Regions from separate parts of the Oryctolagus cuniculus genome. Here region 1 is linked to region 2. A link is a contact called in public Hi-C data. All regions are on one chromosome and are shown on one strand. The core of a region is the stretch at or near the end of the contact, and the rest is flanking DNA. Distances in the headings are between cores, read along the strand shown.

Region 1 (6,158 bases), core at 3,606-6,105, 61 kb before region 2:
GCAGCCTTTGGGAACCAGAGGTCTAAGTGGCTAGCTCCCACTTAGAAAAAGAAAGCCAAGACAGGACGTGCCCAGATCAAACATTAACCTATTCAATAATGAGGAAACGGAGCCACGGAGGGGTTCAGGGACTCGCCCAAGGTTACAGACCAAGGATTTTAACACAGGGCTGTCTAATTCAAGAGTCAGAATTCTAACTATCACGCTAGGTTTCCTCTAATATTCCTCCAACGGCATAAAGATCCACCTCACCCAGTCACCTCCTGTGACCAATGACGACGGAGGAATTTCCAAGACAGCTGGTGGGAGGGAGAGGTGTACTCTCTGGCCATCATTCAGACTGAAGTTAAATGGAACCCCTGACCTTTGCCTCATTAATACCAGGCTCACTGAAACTAAGCCAACCAGCCCAGACAAAGCACACACAAAACCCCCCGGCTCCGACAACACTGACACAGGAGTCTTTGGACATTCCCAAGTGCCTGTGATAGAGTGAAAAACATATTCTTGAAGAACAAAAGCAATGTATTAATTCTCAAGGAGGAAATAAACACTTCCATGATAACTCAGTCTAAAAATAATAAACTTGCCAGCAAAAGTTACAACCCTGAGTCTCATTCAGCAATCCATAAAAATCTTCTACATGTTAATACACAAGCTCCCCCTATTCAAATATCTAAACAGAAAAACACATGAAATTCCATAAATTTACCATTCTTAAACAGTTTCTAAAATAAAACACGTAACTTTCATATACATGATGGAAAAACGTGTCTTATTCTATCCCTCTAACATAATCAGATTATTACACATGTTAATCAAAAGCACTTACCAAAAAAGAGTTGGAAGAAAAATAAGTACATACCAGATTCTAGAAAAGGTAATATTAATAGCCAGTTTTATTAAGAGGCACAAACGTTATCTTTGAATATTCAGAGGTTCTTGATATTCAAGCCAAAATCAAAGTCACACACATAAATAAATGGAATGCTGGATCAGAGATTTGTTTTCAACTCCCCATGTATCACTTGCCAAACAAATGTCCAAAAGAAACAACCTAACACAGCTTTTAAGTAACCCAAGTCTGACACTCTGGACCAAATGAGTCTGACATAGTCTGTCTTCAAGTATGGTAATGTCAGCACAGTATTCTTGCCAGCAGGAACAAGAAATTTTTATTTCCCTGTTGGATGTTTAGTGATCAGATTCTCTCTATGCCATCTGAATCTGCAACGGGAGGCAGCAGCATACACACTATCAGATTCTTTACCCAATGCCTGAAACAATTTTAGTGTCTCTTCCTTCTGTCTTCATCAGATGTCAGCTAAAATAAAGTTTTTATTCTTTCCCCTGTTCACTTTCCCTTGGCGCCTTCATCTCCTTACACAGATTCAGCTACAATGAGTACGCCTATTTGTATTTTTCCCTACACCCATGTTTAACATATGCCTAGTCCTAACCTCTCTGCTGAACTGCAAACCTTCATTTCCAAAAGCCTCTGGGCATACCCTGTATTTGGCAACTCTACAGAAAACTCAGCATCCAAAGCTGACCTCATTCTCCACCTTCTTCCTCATACTCCTAGTAACAGTACTACCGTCAACATCGCCCACATTTAAAAAGCACAACCTTCAATCTCCATGTCCTCCAAACCTTCCCCATCACTCTCTCCCTCCACCCACTAAAATTACCAAGTCCTGTCGAGCCTTTTTTCTCAGCCCATTGCCTTTACCCTTGCCCAGTTGATATTATAATATTCAAAGTCAACTGCCCACAACAAATCATTCTGCACACTACACGGTTAGACCTTAGTCACTTCTCCTTACCTCTCAAATGTCAAACTTCTAAATGTGACACTCAAACATGTCCCCCATCCAGCCCCAACTTAAATTTCAAACCTCATCTCTTACTCCCCAGAATGAACCTTCTATTTCAGTTCACCTTTTTTTTTTCTTAGATTACACTTTCTTTTCTTTTTTTCTCCCCCAAGAAACCTTTTCCACCTCTTCCACTAACTCTTCTCTAGATACATAAGGAACCTTTCCAACACCACACGTCTTCTAGCCACAATCTCTTTATTTGAAACGTCATCTTCACCCGCCTAATCCCAAGCTCAAAACCTTTGTCTCAGAAAACAACGAACTTGGGTTGCCAGTGTATGAGGATACAGTGCCAGGTTGTGGAGAGGCACAGGCTTTGGCACCAGACAGATACAAATTCAACTGAGGACTGTTACCTGCCAGCCACAAAGCCCCCAGCAGGTTACTTTACATATTTGAGCCTCAGCATCTTCATTATTAAGAAAGATGGCTAACAGGTTGTTGCACTAGCATATAGCCTGCTGCTCCGTAAATGGCCAATAAACAAGAGTTGCAGAGTTATCCTTGTAAATATTTATCTCCTACTTCCTACAGTTACTTAAACTAAAAATGAGCCCCTTTTCCTTTTACACAACTCCAAACTTTAGATCAAACCACCGAGGTAGTATTTACATGTATTCCTTTATGTTGTAAATTTCTATGCAAATATCTTACACCCCAACTAGATTTCCAAGTCCTAAAGACCAAAGACGGGATCTTCCCAGCCTTAAGTTAAGCAGAACACTGTGCTTTTCACGAGGCTCTCAACACCTACCTCTGATGTTAAGTCCCAACAATGGGGGGGGGGGGGGGGGGGAAGATCAGTAATGCCTAAACAATATAATTCAACTCTTGAGGATTTCAGGCACACCTCAGAAAATTACTGCCAAAACATGAGTCTTAGTTGTACAGCTCTATCTTTATTTGCTCCTGCATAGTTGCTTAACACATCGCTTCTCGGCCTTGTGGCTAAGACTGCCCACAGCTGCTTAACACATCTCGGCCCACAGCAAATGTTCAGCATTTGTTGAACTGACCGGAGTAATATAAAATTTGCAATGTGTCAAATAAGGCGATTTTCCCCAATCTTCTTTTTCTGCTCTTAACAACTCTTGAAATATTTTTCTTCAAACGCATTAAATACATACCTGTAGTGCAGACCCATACGCAAATCTAACTTGATTCTTTTCCAGATTCTCTCAATTACAATCATCCAACCTTATGTTCTAAACAATCAAGCGCTTCAAATGCCTAAGGATCTACAGTTCGCATATCAATCTTAAAGTTGTGCAACTCATCTCTACAATTTTTTCCAGGGACTTTTAAAATCAGCCACCGTTTGCTTGCTCAAGATCAACACTGCCGAAATAAATTTTCCTTTGCATAAGAGAGCTCACTGAACTTGTCACTTCAGTCTATTTTCCCTAATTCATGATATTACTTCCCTCCCCTGCCGGCGGTGGGAGGAGAGAGAATGACATCAGCACCCAAAAAACTACAGTATAAGTCCTAATAGAAGCACAACACGAGAGGTGCAGAGAGGGCCACGCGCTGCATCAAAGTGACTTCCGTGTATACTTCACACTGCAAACACAGTTGTCAACCGCTCACAGTCATAATCCGTCTTCACTGCATTCCCTTATGGCCATACTAAAAAAAAAATCAAATATAGAAAACCCGTATTTCCCACAAACCTTCCTTCAGTTTAGTACCTCAAAACCTGCTTCCTAGAAGTAACTCCCTACATCATCCTCTTCTCCAGGAAACTCTCAAGTTAGCGAGGCAAACACTTCACGATGTAAGTTTAAGCAAACAAAACTCCTCTGCCCACCTGTGTGAACCCCTGCATTGCAGCAACAGCTGTAACGGTACCGGGAGCCTTTCCGGAGAAATCAAGCGCGGCTTCTCTTTGAAAGTTAAGGAGCATGACAGTTCCAAACAGAAAGGGAAGCAAACTTTGGAAGGAAGGGGACTTAATAACTCTCCCAGCCTCTGCAATCGGTTCGTGCGATAAACCTCTTGACTGAACTCAACGCAACTCTGACTCCCGAGCGCACTTTAAAGAACACCATCATTTTCTGACGTCAGCAAGACGCTAGGCGAAATTATCTGAACTCGCTGTTTTCGTCAGGCAAGTTGTTTTTTGTTTTGAAGTGACTTCCACAACAAGCTTCAACAAGCTTTCAAGCGAGAAAGGAACATGCAAGGCACTGGCGCCACGGGAACCTACGTCTCCCGAACCGATGCCGAGCGCAGTCCAAATCCATCCAGGACAACCCCGAAGTGGGCATGGACGAAAAGCCTTGCAGAAGATCTTCGGCATCTACACCAGCAGCGCCCCACCCTGGGACCGAAGCGGCGGCACCCCTGGGACCCGGGCTAATTCTTGAGCCCGGCGGCAGACCCAAAAGAGGAAAAAGTCAGGCACTGGAGCCCAGGATCGGGTCTAGGGTCCAAGTCTATCGCCCCAAATCAGACACAGAAACTCACACCCGGGAGGCGGCGAGATTTGGGGGAGCAGAAGCGAGGGGGGCGGACGGACAGAGGCCCAGCCCATCCCGATTCCCGAGTCCCAACAGCAACAACAGCTCCGGGAACCCCCCTCCTAGGCTCCGCCCCGCCCACCCCAGGGCCCCGCAACCCGCTTCTTCCCGCCCCCCGCACCCCCGGGCTGGGCTGTGACCGCGGCGGTCGACAACACCCTTTCCCGGACCCCGACAGCCGAGCCCACAGTCCGGAGCCCCGAGTCCCGGAGCGGGCAGCGGGGGCCCCCAGAGCGCTAGCTCCGACGCGGGCTCGCGGCCGCCCCAGTCCCTTCCCGCGGCCACTCACCATCGGCCCCGCTGCTGGCCACGGGCAGGACGCGGGTCGGCGGGAGCGGACTCCCGCACTCCAAACCCGGGAGGAGCCCGTACTCGGACCCGATCGAGCCCCAGCGGCTGTGCCTACAAGGCCTCTCTCCGGCCCGAATCCTAGAAAAGCACTTCCGGGGGAGCGGGGGAGGGAAGGGTTTTGGCACCGGAACTGCTCGCGGGCTGGAGCTGCCAGGGCCTCCTGGGCGGGCCGGGCCGGGGCGGGGCCTCTCCCGCCGGCGCCCGCAAAGCCGCCCCCGGGCCCTGGGCTAACCCTTTCGGCCCCGCGGCTGCTGGGCTCCTGGGGGTGAGGTTGCAGCCTTTACTTTCTCACTGCGCTTAGGGGTGGTTGTGCTCCAGGCCGTAGTTTCGCAGAACGAAAGCTGAGGCTTGGAAAGTTGCGGTGCAAAAGTGCTGCGCACCCACACACCTGGCCCGTCGCCTCGCCAGCGTTCACTCCCACCTGCCTGCCTTACAAACAGAGGTCGTTGGCATCGGTGGGCCGCTTACTACGCGGTGGGCACTGTACCCAGCGGTTCTGGTGCGTGCGCTCCGCCAGCCTCTCGAGGTTGGTGCTATTTACATCTTGGCAGAGGAGGCGAAGATACCAAACCCAATACCACAAATGCTGCCTCTTGGTTTTATTTTAAGTCGCGCTGTGTCTATAACTCTCCTCTAACCCTAACAGGATTTTTAAGCTCTTGAAGGACAGAAACTAAATTATATAGATCTATATCAATTCTGTCGTCGCTTGCCACTGGCAACAAAGGCCAAGAGGTGGGGCAGTCCTGGAGTCTCCCTGCCTGGATCTTACTCGCTTTCAGTTTTCCTCCCTGGCAAGTCCCTTAACCTAACCCTCAGTTGCCTTGTTGTTTATGTATGTATGTATAATCCATCATCCCTGAATTACCGTATCAGATTGATAGTGCATGCAGAACAGTTCAGTATCTGACACGAAGTAAAAGTCAACTGTTCTACCTCACCCGCGATGGGCCATAGAAGGGCTGGTGAAGGAAACAAAGAGTACAAATTTTCACCAGGTAGGCCAGCCTGGATACTTGCGAGGCTCTGAGCCAAGACGGGCTGAGGACCCAGAGTCACGTGACGGGCCAGGAAAGGTGCCCGACTCTGGAAAGACCTCAAATGTCTGAGGGCAGATAAAGGGGCAAGGGTGGAGGGGGGCCTCTTAGCGTGCACACTATCTGCAAAACAAACCCACTGATGTCTCTTCATACAGTGGGGGACGCTTTTCAAAAACTTCCTATGAAGGGCGGGGGCTCTGGTGTAGTGGGCTAAGCCTCTGCCTCCAGCAACGACATCACCATGTGAGTGCCAGTTCCAGTCCCGGGGGCTCCACTTCCTAACCAGCTGCCTGCTGATGGCCTGGGGGAACAGTGGAAGATGGCCCAGGTGCTTGGGCCCCTGCACCCGCGTGGGAGACCCACAG
Region 2 (6,188 bases), core at 1,629-4,128:
TTGCTTCCTGTCCCTCATCCAAATCTCATTCCTTGCACCCTGGCAAAACCATCTTTGTAAAACACTGCTGTGATCCTGTCTTTCTTCTACTACTTTACATTTGGTAGCTGAGGGAATGAGACATGGCGATTTGTCAGGATTTTCGTCCACTTCCTTCTTGGCAATCCAGTTATATTTCGACTTCAACAGAATGACAGCCCACCTTTCCTATACCGTTCTTGGTATTTAAGATACTTTTAGTTTTCCCCATCACTTGAAAAAGAAAATCCAAAACTTACGACCTTCAACCATCCAGACCCAACCTATTGCTTTCTGATATCCACCTAACATCACCTGGATGACTGTATGTTCACCAGACAACTTGAAGTTGCACCATGCTGCTCCCTTTGTTGATGCAGGCCCATTGTTAAGAAGGTCCTCCCAGGGGCTGATGTTGTGGCACAGGAGGAAAAGCTGCCACCTGTGACACCGGCATCCCATATGGGTTTGAGTCCCAGCTGCTCCACTTCCCACCCATCTCCCTGCTAAATGCACCAAGGAAGGCAGCAGAAGATGGCTCAAGTCCTTGGGCTCCTGTCCCCAAGTGGGAAACCTAGAAGAAGCCTGGCTCCTGACTTGGGCCTGGCCCAGCCCTAGCTGTTGCAGCCATTTGGGGAGAGAACCAGCAGATGGAAGATCTCTCTCTTTGTCCCTCCCTCTTTCTGTATAAATCTGATTTTCAAATAAATAAATAAATTTTAAAAAAAGAAGACAATGCTTATTTTCCTGAACTTTTGGAGATCCCTTGGACATTCTGGCATTCTTTTATAGCTGGATTTTCTTTGGCCCACTATATTATGTAGGGACTAATTCCTCTACCTTTTATCCCATCAGAGCATCCAATACATACCATTCTTTCCTTCAACAAGCTTCTGTGTAAGCTTCCTGTAACAGTGGGCACTGAGTCAGGTCCTAGCATACATACATGGGAGAGGCATAGTTCCTGTCCTGATGGGGTTCTCATTCAGACTGGTGAGACTGACACTAAAGCATGATAAACATAGAAGTATGTAGAAAATATAGGGAAACTTTACTCATGGGGGGAGATGGAGAGTGGAAAAGTTAGGGTGTAGAGGATGTGACACTTCAATCAGGCATTAAAGGAAGACTGATCAGAGAGGTGAGCAGAGGTAATGATTGAAGTGAAACTAAAGCCAGCGATGCTTATATAACTTATTGGCCATTGTGAGGATGATAAGGTACCCCAGTTGAAGGATTAACCCGAGTTTATTTAGATTATGTAGGTTTTAGTTTGGTATGAAACAGATAAATAAAGCTTAGCCCTATCACAGAGGGATGAATTCTACCAAGTTAAGTATGTAGGGAGAAAACTTGAGTCACTCTACTTCTGGGTTGTTGATTCCCTCCAGTGCCTACTTCACTTTGTTGGCAGGTGATTATTTTAGATGAGCATTTTTACATTGCAGACATTTTTAAAAAGAGGAATACAGAGTTGATAATCAAGATCTGGTGTCAACCCATGTGGGAGACCGGAAGAAGCTCCTGGCTCCTGGCTTCGGATCTTCCCAGCTCCAGCCATTGCAGCCATTTGGGGAGTGAACCAGCAGGTGGAAGACTTTCTCTCTCTCTCTCTCTGCCTCTCTGTAACTCTGCCTTTCAAATAAATATATAAATCTTAAAAAAAAAAAAAAAAAAGATCTGGTGCTGACCAGAAAACCAGTAAAAAATGTCATACACACACACCCACACACACACCCACACACCCATTGCAATACGGTTCTTGCAGACCAAAAACAGCTTTGATATTGGAACTCTTCCATTCACTGAACATGACTTGAGTAGTACAGCCACCTGCCAAAGCTTAAGTCACTGCTAAAATGGCTTCCCTAATATAAGACAATTCCCAGAATCTGCCTCAGCCAGGAGAATGACCTTTGATTTCATCTGTAAAATACACAGCCTTATTTGACTAAGATAAGCAAAAAACCCAGCAACTTTAAATATAACTTACTTCATTTGATCATCTGAACTGAAATCTCTTTTTACATGAGAGCAGAGCTCTCCATCAGCAGGTTTTTTTCCTTCTTTCTTTCTTTTTCTTTTTTCTTTAGTTTTTAAGGGACAGCTGGCTTCAAACGTTTTGATTGCTTTTTTTCCCTATTGTAAAAATATTGTCAAGCACTTCTGGTGAGGTGTGCAACAAGAATGCAAACATCACGTACATCCTGCTGATTTACAGGGGGACTGTGACCACAGTAACAAGTGGTGGCTATTGTGTGTGTGGAAACACCAGGAAGAAAACAGCCCTAGAAACACGGCCCTTGCATAGTGATCAGTAATATTACGTATTTCTCTATCTTAAAGCTAGCTTGGAAACACCAGTGAATGACTGGAGGAGAACACAGGCCATGGGTTTTCTCGCTGTGGGAGCTTTAGCCTCCCACCTGGGCAGTCTTCCACCTGGGCAGTAGCCCTTCATCCCTTCCCTCTGCCCAGAAACTCAGGAGTATTCACTCCAGATCCTGATCCTTGGCCTGAGCCAGTCTGGGGCACTGCCCTCCTGGGAGGTGGAGGATTACACGCCGACTGACAGGGATGTGAGCTGGCAGCCTTGCCTTGTCATTCCAAACTCAAATCCAGGTGAAACCAGCCTGGGTAACCAGGTGGCACCGGGAGGTTTGTAAAGAGGTGGGCATGGAATGTGACCCAGTGTGCTTCTTGGGCTGCCCTTTGACCCAACCCATGGCCATCTCTCCTTACCTGTGATAACTGCCCCCCACCCACTGATAAGCACCCTGGGGAAATCCCCACTGTCCTGATAACCATGGCTAGGCCACAGTGAGTGTGAGTGCCTTCTGGGTTTTTCCCTGGGGCCAATCACTTTGCAGTGTGGCTCTTGGGCAGACGCCAGTTGCCCAGCTAGAGGACTGTACGCAGTACGCAATTCAGGGGAATTTCATTTTTCCTGTGCTGCTTGCTAAATAGCTAATGAAACACAGCCGAGGTTAAAAAGCCTCCCCAGTGTTTGTGGGCGTTGATGTTGTGTTTTTTAAGGGGAGTGTGTGTGTCAGGGGGCAGAGGGGGGAGTGCAGCCACTCATTAACCAGGCTGAATCCTTGGTACCTGTTTGCTCTCTGAAGCCCAGTCTGAGGAGGAGAGTTAGTGGCAGGGCAGCAGCAGAATAGAAGCAGAGGCACAGCAGGATTTTCCACTCCTCTTCCACCAAGGAGGGACTTAGGCCCCGGGAGATGCCAGGCCTCAGGATCAGCCGCCCCTGGCTTTGCCGGCTGGTGTAATGGTTCTGTTCTCACAGAAGTGCTGACAGAACATGACAAATAGAAAACAGATGTGAACTGACCTTCCAAAAATGTGTTCCAAGGCTTCTGATTCTCCCTAGGAACCCTTCAGGGGGAGAGATGCCACCTTCAGGCGGCAATGCTCATGGCACCCTCAAGGGCTGGTGTTGATGTCTGTGATGACCTGACCAGGCCCTTGTGCTCGCACGAGCCTTTCCCTCGGCTTCTATCTCACACGTGGTCACCTCCCCTCACCCACGAACACACAACCGTGTCTTTCATAGCTGTAGTTACCTATTCTAAGCACAGAGACTGCTCCTCTCTCATTCAAAAAAATTTGTTTATTCTTTTTATTTAATTAAAATGCAGAGAGAGAGAGAGAGAGAGAGAGAGAGAGAAGGAGAGTTCATCCATCTTCTGGTTCACTCCCCAAATGCCCACAACAGCCAAGGCTGGGCCAGGATGAAACTAGGAGCCAGAAACACCCAGCTCCCGCATGGGCTTCAGGGGCCCAAGCACTGGAGCATCTTTTGCTTCCTATGCACATCAGCAGTGAGCTGGACTGGAAGCAGAACGGCCAGGACCTGCAGTGACTTAACCCACTGTACCACAACACCAGCCCCTCCTCTGCCATTTTTGCCATTGAATCCATACTCGCTTTGACAATGCCCCTGTCACCAGGTCTATTACTAGCTCCAAAGTAACCAAATGCTGGTTGAAAAACCATGGAGTACACTGGCTGTGCCTATTTAACAGCTTAAGTTAGAGGCCAGCTGGGAAAACAAGCTTCCCTGCTCCTCTCTCGCGGCCTTCTTGGTCTCTGGCTTCCAGGCCAAAGGGCTGCTCCTTCTGTGTGCTGAGCACCATGGACGATTCCACAGCTTCCGAACTCCATTTCTGTATTCCGTGAATGCCTATGTGTACCCTGCAATTTTTAAAAAAAAAAAATAAAGGTTTTTATATTGATTTAAAAGACAGAGAAAGACATACAGAGAGACAGAGATCTTCCATTCTCTGTTTCACTCTCTAAATGGCTGTAATAGCCAGCTGGGCCAGGCTGAAGTCAGGACCTAGAACTCCCTCTGAGTCTCCCATATGAATGGTAGGGACCCAGGTACTTGAGCCAGCACCTCCTGCCTCCCAGGGTGTGCAGGAGCAGAAGTGGGCATCAGAAGCAGAGGAGCCAGAACTCAAACCCCGGCAACACAGTATGGGATGTGGGCATCCCACGTGGTGTCTTAACCACTGTGCCAAATGTCTGCCCTGACGACAATACTTTGCTGAAGACTTTCTTCCTTACTGATAACCCATAAAGCATGGTATGTTTACTCTGAGAAATAAAGTCATGTAATAGAGCAAATTCATCCCAATAGCATAGATAAGCATTCAACTACATCACTCGCAAATTGGTTTGGTTTAAAAGTCTGGGCACCTCCTAGCAGCCAAACCAGCAATCACCCTGAAAGTCTAGGTGATTCATTATTATGTAAGAAGTATCATCCCAGGGTAGGTATTGTAGTACTGAGGGTCAAGCCACTGCTTGGGATGCCCACATACCATACTAGAGTGCTAGTTGGAGTCCTGGCTCTTCCACTTTTTTTTTTTTTTTTTTTTTTTTTTTTTTTTTTTGTCCAAGCAGAGTTAGACAGTGAGAGAGAGAGACAGAGAGAGAGAGAGTTATAGACAGTGAGAGAGAGATAGAGAGAAAGGTCTTCCTTCCGTTGGTTCACTCCCCTAATGGCCACTGCAGCTGGCACTACGCTGATCCAAAACCAGGAGCCAGGCACTTCCTTCTGGTCTCCCATGCGGGTGCAGGGACCCAAGCACTTGGGCCATCCTCCACTGCCCTCCCGAGCCACAGCAGAGAGCTGGACTGGAAGAGGAACAACCGGGACTAGTACCCGGGGTGCTGGCGCCACAGGTGGAGGATTAGCCAAGTGAGCCAAGGCGCTGGCTGCTCCTCCACTTCTTATCCAGCTTCTTGATGCTGATGTACCCAAGAAGGCAGAAGATGATGGCCCAAGTACTTGAGTCCCAGTCACCTATCTGAGAGACGGGGATGGAGTTCCTGGCTCCTGGACAACTCTAGTTGTTGTGGGTATTTGGCGAGTGAACCAATGGATCAAAGATATCCCTCCCTTCATCCCTCTCTCCCCCCACCCCATTCTGTCACTCCGCTTTTCAAATAACTAACTAAATAAATATTTTAAAAAATATTGTCCACGTACATGGTTGAGGCCCTATGCAGGACCAAGTCCAAGTTCCCTAGCCGCCAGAAGATCCACATCTCAAAGAAGTGGGGCTTTACTGAGTGTAATGTGGATGAATTTGAAGACATGGTGGCTGAGAAGTGGCTCATCCTGGGTGACTGTGGGGTCAAAGATATCCCCAACTGTGGTCCTTAGACAAGTGGCGGGCCTCTGCTCATGAGGGCTTCAGTCTCCTGCGCTCCTTAATCATCAATAATAAATTTTGATTCCTGTTAAAAAAAAAAGTGCTGTCCAACTCCCAGATATCATATGCCATGAAATTTTCCATCTAATTTTAAAGTAAACTGAACAGAAAGTTCTGTGCAGATAGAGCTTGTAAAACCAAACATCTGAATCTTTTTGTATTCCTGTATCACTTAAGAGTAAATTATTTGTTCAATGTGTGGAATAATAAAAATGCACCCTCTACCAGAATATACAGTCATTGTTTATATATTTGAGTTTTACAAATGGTCAAAAGTGCCAAAAATGCAATTTATACACATTGGCTTAGTTGAAAGTGGTGATGATCTTACACGACGAACAATATCATGTTAATTTTACAGTGTAGACAAATGTAGCTGGTAGATGTGAAATAACTTGTGTTGCTTCACAGTTCATAAGTGGGAGAGCAGGATTGCCT

What was found. Hi-C and Micro-C count contacts between places; a contact is called where the count stands out from the background.
Region 1: a contact with region 2 is called in a Hi-C map of psoas muscle, with 1.9 times the contacts expected there. The contact joins the promoter of FRS2 here to the enhancer-like site in region 2. A contact is called at or near these places in 2 of 6 Hi-C or Micro-C datasets (ear pinna and psoas muscle).

Annotation. Positions count from the first base shown.
Region 1 is chr11:72,013,060-72,019,217 of mOryCun1.1, reverse strand. FRS2 (fibroblast growth factor receptor substrate 2) reads right to left here and starts at 4,855. Exons shown (of 10, transcript XM_051845655.2): 1 at 4,692-4,855.
Region 2 is chr11:71,950,516-71,956,703 of mOryCun1.1, reverse strand. No RefSeq gene overlaps it. Among named protein-coding and RNA genes, the nearest start is that of YEATS4, 42 kb to the right of the region's middle. Within about 2 kb of position 2,878, at least 2 of the 8 cell types and tissues checked have an H3K27ac peak or open chromatin away from gene starts, as enhancers often do.